2 separate regions of the Sus scrofa genome follow, and region 2 is linked to region 1. Evidence: chromatin contacts called from public promoter capture Hi-C data. All regions are on one chromosome and are shown on one strand. The core of a region is the stretch at or near the end of the contact, and the rest is flanking DNA. Distances in the headings are between cores, read along the strand shown.

Region 1 (5,424 bases), core at 2,009-4,508:
CGACCCTCCTCCCTGCTGTCCTCCTCGCTCCATCCTGCTCCCTGGAGGGCCCGGGTGCAGGCAGAGGAGCCCAGAGGCTCGAGGGGCTCGCCTGGTCTCAGGACTGTTGGGCCAACTGCTTCAAAGAACCGCGTGAACCTCCCTCTCCCCCTGCCCTGGAAAATCTCCAAATCCTTAAATCTAGGCCCCATCTCCCCCCGCACCTAAGAGCAGCTTCCTGACAGCTCCTTGGCACCAGCCCAGTCCCCCTCTGCATCCCTGCAAACTCACTCTTCAAGGTATTTCTGAGCCAGGCCGCCTAAGATCTGAGTGTGCACGACCCCACCACCAAGAATCCAGCCACCCGGGCACAGCCGGGGGCCTCCTGCCCTCAAGGGCCTTCCAGCTGCAGGAGGAGAAGAAAGGGCCAGGGTTCCTGCGCATTTCTACCCATCCCGCACCCTCCACCCTCAGAGCCTGGGGCTCCTGTGTTGGGTGAAGGGGGGGGGGGTTAAATCAGGGCGGGCTCCTCAAAGAAGCAATTTTTTTTTGAGGCAAGATGGAGGAACTCCGACCTTTGGTTGCCCTCCCCCCCCAGGATCCTCCAGGCTCAATCGATAAACTAGGGTTTTGAAATTTTTTGAGGAAAGTGCTCTCTAAATGTAACATTCCTCCAGCTGCTAATGCATCTCGGAGCACTTTTCCTGCCAGCGGTGGAGCCCTCCTGATGTTCCTTAGAGAAAAGCTGGGGGGGTGGGGGAGGGAATCAAATAATGGGGGAGGTTCTGATCCCAGTTTTAAGAATCACTTTCTCTGTGATCTTGGGCCAAGAGTTTGACCTCTCTGGGCCTGTTTCTTCTTTTGGGGCAGCGAGGGGTGGGGTGTGGGTTTCCTAAGGACCCTTCCTTCCCCCTCTAAGAATTGAAGTAGCAAGGAGGCAGCTGGGAAATGTGGAGGGAATGAAGGAAACTGGCACCTTTTCTTGTCACCAGGATCTAAAGATATCCGGGGAGCTCAGCCTTCTTCCCTCCCCCTTCTCTGGGCCGGGGTCACTTTCCTTCCCTTTGGCTCACCTCTTGTCTCACCTCAGCCTCCTGCTCTGAGAAACATGACCCCTGCTGTAAAAATAAAGTGGGCAGTGTGGATGCCTGGCCCAGTTGATCTAGTGTCTGGGACCTATTGAGTGAGGACACGGTGAATGTGCAAACTTGGAGACAGGAAGAGCTCAGCATTTTAGGGCCATAGCCCTCTTTGAAGATAATAAGAGCTAAAATGTATTGCAGGCTGACCCTATGCCCAGAACTCTCTCAGCACTTTCACATGCGATAATATCTTATCCAGTCTTCGGAGTCAGGTCCACTTCTGACGTTTGTGAGGCCTGGGCCAAGGGCACACATGCAAATTCCATATATGTCTAAATTAAAGTGATGAATCAAGAGAACAAAGTGTTAAAACTTACCTATTATCCTCCGCCTTTGATTACCTTTTCTTGGTCTTAATTTTAAGGCAAGTCCAAAAGCCATTGCATGGCCCACTCATGTCCAGTTCTGCAGGGATGAAGGATCTCAGGCAGGCCTGGGAACACTCTACCTGCATGTCAAGTTCCATCCACTGCCCACTCTCTGCAAACAGCTGCCCTCTACTCATTCCCTGGGCCCATGGGCGGACATCCAGCCTGGGCGGCTTCTGTGAGGATGGACCCAGGGAAGAGACCTGCTCAGAATCAGGTCATTTGAACAGAGAATTCCAGGGTCCTGGATGTCCAGCATGTGGTCTAGAAGAGGACGTATATGGTCCCTCTTGTCCCAGGAACTACTTTTCCAATGAGGAGGGGTAGGGCCAGAGTGAGGAGCCCAGGCTGAGGCCTCTGCTGCTGAGGCCTAAGGGTGGCATTGCTCTTAACAATTGCAAGAGGTAAATATCTTCGCTTTCACTGTAGTACAGACAGGCTTCTGCAGAAGATTGCATAACTTGCTCAAGGTCACACGCCAATAAATGCTGGAGCTAGGACTAGATTCCCCAGAGCTACTGTACCACTATCACAGCTCACTACAGAGCCACTGTACCACTGTCACAGCTCCTGGAAAAAACCCAAATAGACATTCAGGCTTTCCCATACAACCACAAGGGGCCCAAGATTCCTCTGAAGCCCCCTGGCTAAAAAGGTGGGTGGTGGTGGGACTGTAGCAGGGGTCAGGCCATGAAGTGGGAGCAGGTTTCCAAGTCTGAACTAGTGCCCAGAGAGGCAAAGGATGGAGGGTCAGGAACAAGGGGCCTGGGATGGAGGGAGGGGGCTGGGAGGTTAGCAGTGGGGTGCCGAGGGGAGGACAGCAGACATTAGTTACCAAACCACACCCCAAACTGCACTATTCACTGGTAACTCCAGAGTGTCTGAGAAAAGGCTCCTTTGTTGGCAGTTTCACCTTGGCCCTGGCTGTGACCCCCAAGCCTGGGAGGGCTGACCTGGGCTCCTCCATCCCCAAAGGGAGGTGAGGCCATGAAGACTTCAGGTTTCTGAAGGACAGAGGAAACCATTGGAGGAGGGTGAAAGGGGAGGGGCGGGGAGTGCCTAGGTAGGAAAAATGAGAATAGAGGTGCTGCAGGAAGGTGAAGAAGGAGCCCCAATCGGATTGGTAGTGTCTGGCCGGATTCCCCAACCAGGGGCATCATGATTTCCCAGCTCATGAAGCAATGGCCGAGGTGGATGGGCGGTGGCGGGGGCAGTTTGCAGTTGGAAGCCGGTCCCCGGGACCCTGCCCAGCGGAGCAAAGGCGGGGCGCGGGGCTCAGAGGCTGCACGCGAGTCAGAATCAGTGGGGTGCAGTGGGGAAGCCCGCACACGCCCACCGGCTGCGCCAGTGTCGGCCATCCAAGCGGTCCCCTCGTGGTCCCCACTCGTGTTTCCCAAAGTAGAACACCCGAAAAGCTCCACCTCTACTCCTCCCCAAACTATCCTCCTAATTGGCAGCTCAGCGCATGGGATGATGCGGGCGGCTGCGGGTGGCCCTGCAGTGCCAAGCCGCAGCAGCCCTGCCCAAGCCGGAGGGGAAGCGGGGGGCCCGGCACGCTCCCGGGGCTCGGGGACCACGAGGCGGGGGCGCCCCAGGCACCGCGGCGGCCACCGCCCCTCCTGCGGCTGGAGCGCTTCCAGAGCAGAGGCGCAGCGTCGCTCGCCTCTGCACTAGCTCGGCGGTCCTCCTGCTCCTGTTCCTCCTCTTCGTGCTCCTCCTCCTTCTCCCCGTGCCCTCAGCGGCCGCTCCCGCAGTCGGCTCCTCCTCTCCCTCCCTCCCCCTCCTCTCCTGCCATCCCCGCTAACTTTCCCAAGCTCAGCCGGCGGCGCAGAGCTCCCCGGCAGCCTCCAGGCCCACTGCAGACCGCGGGCTGCGAGCGCGGCTGCGCCCTGTATCCTGTCCCCGCGCCCCTGGCGCGCTCCGGAGAGAAAAGAACGATGCTCGGGGCCGGGGACCGAGGCGCACCCAGGGCGAGATGGCTGGGCACTGGGCTTTTGGGTAAGGCAGCCCCAGCTCGGTTTCTTCTCCTGCCTCTTCCCCCCTCCTCCCCCATCTCCCCCCAGAGCAGGGGTCACTTCGAAGAGCAGTGCCTTGGACGGGGGGAAGGCTTTGGAGCGGGGCTACTGGCTTGAGACTCTAGCTGGGAGGGCTGAGCTCCCCGGGGACAGTGCGCCGTCCCCCGCCCCATCGGCCCGCCAGCCTCGCGATTAGTTTTTTTTTTTTTTTGCTGTTTCTGGTGCCTTCAGCCCCGCACTTCTGGAGCTGGATCTTGGGGACCCGAGTTGAGACGTTTAAGCTGCTGGGGGAGAGCGGCTAATGCCTTGGGTGGAGGGGATGCCAGGTGGGTTGCAAGTGTGATTGTTGAGATGCTAGTTTCTACCCCTGCTCAGAGCTCTTTGCTACTTGGAAGCTGGTTGTCCAGGCACCGGCATGCACCAGTTGGGGGTTGGGGAGCTCCCTTTCCTACTGATCCTTGTTCTGTTTGCCTCCTCTGCCCTCTACTTCCTCTGGTGTCCACTGCCTTCCCTGCAGACTGGATGTGTTGGAGGGACTTGGAGGATCATTTAAGCCCCCTTTTAGGAAAGATATTTTCTCTCTTCCTAGGAAGAGATTCCCTGGGGGAATGGGGAGGACCTGTTTCACCTGCTCCTGGCTCTTCATTTTGGGATGAATATGAAGACTGAGGAGGCCCGGCCAGAGGACACAGAAAGAACAGATTATCGATATCTATTAATATGCACATGATAGTTTTGAGCATCAAACTCTAAGAGATTAGGGAATGATATTTATTTGTCCAGAACATTATCTCCTCATAACTCAGAGCTGGCTTTCAAATGTAAGCCAACTCCATCTCTGGCACCCGCACCTCTTCCTGTTTGTATTTGTCAGATGTGGCTTTTGGCAGCTCCCTGCATGGGGTAGGCACGCGACGTAGGCATTTGGGCTGAAAGCAGGGAGGCAGAAGTCTTTAAGGGCGATCACTGCTGTTTCTGCAAATGTAAACTGTGTGCAGGCCTGTCATGTTGGCACCTGGTGGCGGAGGGGGGTGAGAGTACATCTTTCACTCAGGAGCCACCAATTCTGCTATAGCCTTACAGCTGGAGAGAAGACACCAGTGTTCTCACTTGTGCCTTAGGCGCACATGTGCTGGTTTCACAGTGACCCTAGGAAGTGGGTCTCTCTGAGGCCTGGAGGCGCCTCTTTCTGAGGCGGTTACAGTGCCAGTCTACACTAGCTGCCACTCAGCCTATCTCTAATCAGCCCGAGTTCCCACTGTGACCATGGCAGGGGTGGGTGGTCATTGGGGAATTCAAACACACATGATCATTAAACTAGCCGGCTTATCAACACCTCTGGCTTCCCTTCCTCCTGCTGCCTGGTTGGCTGGTGGAATGCCAGTGCCTGGCTATTAGAATATTGATAGAGGGAGTTCTTGTTGTGGCTCAGCAGTAACAAATCCAACTAGTATCCATAAGGATGTGGGTTCGATCCCTGGGCTCGCTCGCTCAGTGGGTTAAGGATCTGGCGTTGCTGTGGCCATGATGTAGGACGGCAGCTACAATTCCGATTTGACTCCTAGCCTGGTGCGGGTCCATATGCCAGCCCTAAAAAGATAGAAAAAAAAAAAAAGAATATTCATAGACTACTTTATGGGAAACCACACTACACATTCTGTGTGTGTGGGGGGGGTTTTATGTATTGTAGGCAGATTCTTGGTACTTTTCTCCAGCTGGAAGCCCCCCACATCTTCCAAGGCTGTTTAGCTGGTAGCCCAGGGAGGGCCAGGGGCCTGTTGGAGCAGGTTTGGAAGATTCCCTGAGCTATCTGCAGAGCAGAGTGAGCTGTAAGTGGGAGGACCAGCAGGCCCTAGAACCGGGCCCACCTGCTCTGCCCCCTGCCCCTTGGGTCTGCAAAGGAAATACAACCAGGGTCCC
Region 2 (5,424 bases), core at 1,237-3,736, 170 kb before region 1:
ATCTAAACGTCTTTATTGTTTTATTTTTCAATTAAAGTATAGTTGATTTACAGTGTTGTACCTGTCCATTCCACTCCCTCTCCCCTCCCCCTTGGCAACCCCAAGTCTGTTCTCTGTCTGTGAGTCTGTTTCTGTTTTGTATATAGGTTCATTTATGCCATATTTTAGATTCCACATGTAGGTGATATCATATGGTATTTGTCTTTATCTAAATGTCTTTAAAGAATATCCTACACCCGCTGCTTTTCCCCTACCCCCTCATCTGCTCTCCACTTTCTACTCATTTCCATTTGTCTTCTGCTGAAATTGTTCTAAATCAGTCATGATCTTTATTTTGCCAAATCCCAAACTTAAACTTTAAAATATTTTTATCAGTGGACATCTCTTTGGCCTTTCACACTCCTGGTGATACTCTCCTTCTGGAAGTTCTCATTCCCTTGGTGTCTATGGAATTGTATTCTTCTGATTATTTCAGCCCATTGATCATTCCCTTATCTCTTTCCTGATGTGTTTTTTCCTCTAACTTCCCTTTAAACATGGTGTCCTCATAGTTGCATCCTCAGCCCCCTCTTGCTCACATCTTACACAGTATTTGTGTGATTTCAACAATTTCCATGTGTAGAGAGCAATCTCTAGTCCAGATTCCATGCATTGACCCAGGTCACCCACTTTCTGTTGTATTTCCAACTGAATATTCACATAGAAATCCTACATAATGCCTTATACTCAGTCTGGCAACATTGAAACATCTCTCAATGTTGAGCTCATTGTTCTGAGCTCATTCAGGCAGAAGGTTTTTATTCACCTTCATGTCCTGCTAGCCTAATGTGTAGTAGGATCTCGCCCATATTTGTTGACCAGTTGACCAACCAAATGAGTGGATGCTTCATAGTCGACCACTAACCGCAGCTCTGAGTTAAGGAACGCATATATTTTCTTTTCAGGTTCCTACATTCAAACCTAAAATGGCGGCATCCGGGTCCTCTTTCAAGCCGATAAAGTCTTCTGTTTTGATTTCTTAAGAGACAAAGACTCCATCTCTCCAGTGGAACACTGCAGCTCTCTAGCAGAGAGCAGCAAGAAGCTTTGCTTTTGCCCTTCCTTCTCTGAACTTTGGGTGTCAGACTGAGGTTAGGGATCCCAATATTCTTGTCCCCCTGGTGCTGGCTCCTTTTCTTAAGCCCTTCTCCAGGCCGTCAGACCCCATAGTGGGCCCTTACCTTGAAGAAGAGTAATAGCCAGGATGAGGCCAGCCAGATGCTTTCCCTGCTCCATCTTACGCTCTGTTCTTCCCCAGTAGAAGCACTGAACAGTCCCCAGCCGCCAGCCAGCCTGTGCTAGCAGCTAGCCTAGCCCCACCCAGCATCGTTCGAGCTGGGGCCCTTGTGAGAAGGCAAGAACCCAGAGCCTCCACCCTCTGCCTCAAGGGTGGGCAGCGGGTGGGGGCGTGGCTCAGAAGGGCTGCAGGTGCAGAAGTCTCTGGCTTTTCCGTTAAGGAGAGGAGTGTGGGAGGTGGAGGGGAGAGAGCTGGAGAAAGTGCTTGTTTCCCATTTCAGAGACTTGGCTGGCACCGAGAGCCACCGTGGGTGCTGGGCCGGAGGTGACCCAGGCCCCCTTCCTTCAGGAGGAAGATAAATGTCTCCACCACGATTTGTTTCTAGTATCTCAACCAGTTGTTACCCATGCTAGTTGTTGTCTGAACTCTGAATTTAGGTGGGAACTCTTAGGTGTTTGGGGCTGGAGCTCTGAACAGAAAGCCATCACAGTCCAGGGATTTTTAACTACTCTTTTAAGATGAAATCCTCACAGAGGGGTCAGCCTGGGAAAGAATAGGTGGGACAATTCCAATAAGACAGGTCATGCATTTCCAGGGACTAGGGCCTTTGCTGAGTTCCCAGGATCTTAGGCCCTTCAGCCAGTCGGAATCAACAAAAATGCACAGCACTCTTAATCTGGTGCCCGGCACAAGCCAGATGTTGAGGATACCGAAGTGAGCAAGACCAGGAATGGGAGGCACCTAGCTGGTATGGCTTATGGGATGAGGTTCACAGTTTCTCTCAAGGGTTTTTGAGAAATGACTGTTTTCAAGTGGTGAGTAAATGTAGTGATATTGCTGACAGGAAATCTGCATTTCTTTTTTTCCATCAGTGACTGAAGAAAGGGCACCTTAAATATCCCTTTATTTCCTAGAGGTACAGGTCCCTTTTTCCATATTCTCAGCTTCCACATTCCACCCCACCCCCACACTCCATGCTCTGAGAAAGAGCCATTTGTACTCGCTTCCTTCCTACCCCTACCCCGCAGCATACCCCTTCCCCAATCATCTCCCATCACCAGCAGCAGAGAGCAGAGACACAGGCACCTTCCAGTTCCTCCCCCACCCTTTACTTTTTCCGGGTGCCTGTGAGTCGGTTGTGGGAGGGCGGCTTTCACCCAGGCTGCAAGTTCTGTGACCTGGGTCTGTCTACTGGATGAACTCTGCTGGAAGATGGAACATAGCAGGTTTCTGTCTGGCCTGATACTGGCTGCGTTTCTCTCCCGAGGTAAGGTTTCTCCAGGTGGGTGGGGGCATCTTGGAGAAGGGACCTGAGAGGGCCATCACCACCTGGAGTGAGATCCACTTGAAAGTCCTCGGTGCTAGCTTCAACTTCACCAGGCAGGGTTGTTGAGGAGAGCAGTGCTGGGATGTAGCACAGGGCTTGGGAAACAGGTTCTTAGCTTTGACTGACTCCCGCTAGGGTATGTCTTAGCCTTGAATGTCCTTCAGAAGACCTTAGGTCTGAGCTCTGTAGAAAGTGTTGGGGTGTGTGTCACCTGAGGCTAGGGCCCGTAATGGGAGCACTGTTCCTTCTGGGGAAGATGTCTCTGGGATCCAGGAGTCTTGGTCATTTGGCCACCATTTGGCCACCCAGCACTCAGCAGAATGCTTTCTGAGAAAACTTAAGTTGAGGTTGAACAGGAGGGGGAGGAGATTTGGGGTTGAAGAATGATGAACTCATCCCGGTTTGTCTGGCTTTAAAACTGATAGGAGTTTCCTGGTGGTCTAGTGATTAAGGATCTGGTGCTATCACTGCTGTGGCCTGAGTCACTGTTGTAACAGGGATTTTATCCCTGGCCCTGGAACCTCTGCATATTGTGAGTGTAGCCAGAACCTCCCCACCAATCCAAAAAACTGATGGTCCTATGTCCTAGGAGCTCCCTCAATTCTAGGCAAACTGGGATGAATGGTTAACCTAGTAGTCAGCTTCTCTGGCATATCCAGGATTTCCATTCGCAGTGGATCCCCAAGGAAGACATGGTGGTCTGTTGCGTAGCATCTGAAGTACATGTGTCTCCCTGAGAAAACATGCATGGTCTCCTGATGGAGACATGAGAAATGGCTCTTGGGGAGGGGGGTGGCAGTTCTAGAGGATGTTCTTCTACCCAAATTGGTAACTGACTATGAAGCTCAGGGAAAATGCAGATTCCACTTTTCCCTGGAATAGGAGATATAGATTGCAGTGCCTCTTGGCTGTAGAGATGCTCTTAGTCAAAGTAATTTAGTGAATTTAGAAGGTGCTGTGCACAACTCTGCCCTTACACTCTGCGCAAGACTTGTGGGGAGCCCCAAGAATGGATTATGGATTCAATGAAACTTACTTTTTTTTTTTTTGTTTTTACTTTTAGGGCTGCACCAGTGGCATATGAAGGTTCTCAGGCTAGGGGTCAAATCGGAGTTGTAGTAGTTGGCCTATGCCACAGCTCATGGTAATGCCAGATCCTTAACCCACTGAGCAAGGCCAGGGATTTACCCGCATCCTCATGGATCCTAGTGGGGTTTGCTAACTGCTGATCCACAAAGGGAACTCCCAATAGAACATTTTTTTTTCTGGCCCTCTCCCCTTAAGCACAGGATAGGAAAACTAAAAATCTTGACCACTGGATTTGCCCTAGGTCCTCTTCTGGACCACTGGGCTCACTTGTAATTTATACCAGCTTCTTCCTTCCCCCAACCATCACTGGCCCTGGGAAAGGGTTTAGTAGTGAGAGTTCTACAGAGCGGTTGGGACAAGAGCAGAAGGGGAGGGAAGAGGCTGAGAAGTTGAAATGGAAGTGTGGCAGGTGGCTGGGAAGTAGAATTAGAAGTTTTCTTGGAGAAGATGTGGATGTCTCCAACTGAGGACCATTCCTCTGCTTTTCCATACCTCTTGGATGCTTCAGCAACCTGGGCTCCCCTCCTATTTCTAATCAGTGGTCTAAACACACTTCCAGGAAGGTTCTTGGATCAACCATCTCCATGATTTCATCTTTGTTCTATGGTCATCACGGCCTGTCTCTGTTTGGTTTGCATCATCCTGCATTCTTGGCTCCTGTAATTCATGGAGAGCCTACTGAATCCTTTGTCTGTGACTTCTGTCTCTCTCATTATGAACGATAGACTGTTCTAGATTTGGAAAGCAGTCCTTCTTAAGTATGAGGTTCAGCGGAACAAGGAGTTTGGTGTGGATCAGAGAGTTTGTTCCAATCATGGTATTTTTTTCCTTAGTGAGCCCCTATGAGGTAGAAATGGAGGAACTTGAGGACAAAGTGTTTGTGAGTTGCAATACCAGCATCATATGGCTACAAGGAACAGAAGGAGAACTACTTTCAGATAAAAAAATAGACCTGGGAAAACGCATCCTGGATCCAAGAGGATTATATAAGTGCAATGCGCCAAAAGAACAAGACAGCAACAGCAAAATATTTCTGCAAGTATATTATCGAAGTATGTGCCTCCCAGACCTTTTGGGTTAGAATCGATGGGGCCTCTGGACATGAGAACTTTCTAGCTGGTGGGGGCTGTGGTTCTCTCAACAAGCTAGGTTGCTTTTTAATGGTATGAGCCAGATTTTGGAGCCCTCAGAGTGGGAAAGAACTTGATGGTAAAAGAGCAGTAGGGCCTGATGACCCAAGCACTAGAGGCTTGGTTGGCAGTATGGTTTGGCCCACTGCCTCGTTTAAGTTCCTACAAAACTGAGACTACGCCTAGGCTCTTGTCAGGGGTTTCTCAGGGTGAAGGATGGAGATGGATGTAGCGAGGCTCTCAGCAGTCCTTTCTTCAACTTTGGGTCTTGGCATGAGAGAGGTCTTGGGCTTCCCTAAGAGGCAGAGATGGTTCCCTGATCTTGAAGACTCTCCACCTGTCCTCTGGCCTCCCTTCCCCAACAGTGTGCCAGAACTGCGTGGAGCTGGACTCAGCTACCCTGGCAGGCATCATTGTCACCGACATCATCGCCACTCTGCTCCTCGCTTTGGGAGTCTACTGCTTTGCTGGACACGAGATGGGAAGGTTCTCTAGGGGTAAGTGGAAGGGACAGAGTGCGTATGTTTTGGGTGTGAGTGTGTGTCTGCTAAGGAGTGGGTCTGGAGGTGGATCATGTCTCATTTGGGAGTCACTCTTGCAAT

What was found. Promoter capture Hi-C pulls out the DNA fragments that hold promoters and counts their contacts.
Region 2: a promoter capture Hi-C map of fetal liver shows a contact between it and region 1, with 2.8 times the contacts expected there. The contact joins the promoter of CD3D here to the promoter of SCN4B in region 1. A contact is called at or near these places in 4 of 5 promoter capture datasets (fetal liver, fetal skeletal muscle and liver), 14 of 47 Hi-C or Micro-C datasets (blood, brain, embryonic fibroblasts and 7 more) and 1 of 2 datasets of contacts at active chromatin or transcription factors (skeletal muscle).

Annotation. Positions count from the first base shown.
Region 1 is chr9:45,473,440-45,478,863 of Sscrofa11.1, reverse strand. SCN4B (sodium channel subunit beta-4) reads left to right here and starts at 3,258. Exons shown (of 6, transcript XM_013977487.2): 1 at 3,258-3,487; 2 at 3,736-3,830. The coding sequence starts at 3,806.
Region 2 is chr9:45,641,215-45,646,638 of Sscrofa11.1, reverse strand. It overlaps CD3D (CD3d molecule), which reads left to right and starts at 2,486. Exons shown (of 5, transcript NM_213775.2): 1 at 2,486-2,543; 2 at 4,526-4,744; 3 at 5,188-5,319. The coding sequence starts at 2,489. It overlaps CD3G (CD3g molecule), which reads right to left and starts at 1,291. Exons shown (of 7, transcript NM_001008686.1): 1 at 1,221-1,291. The coding sequence starts at 1,275.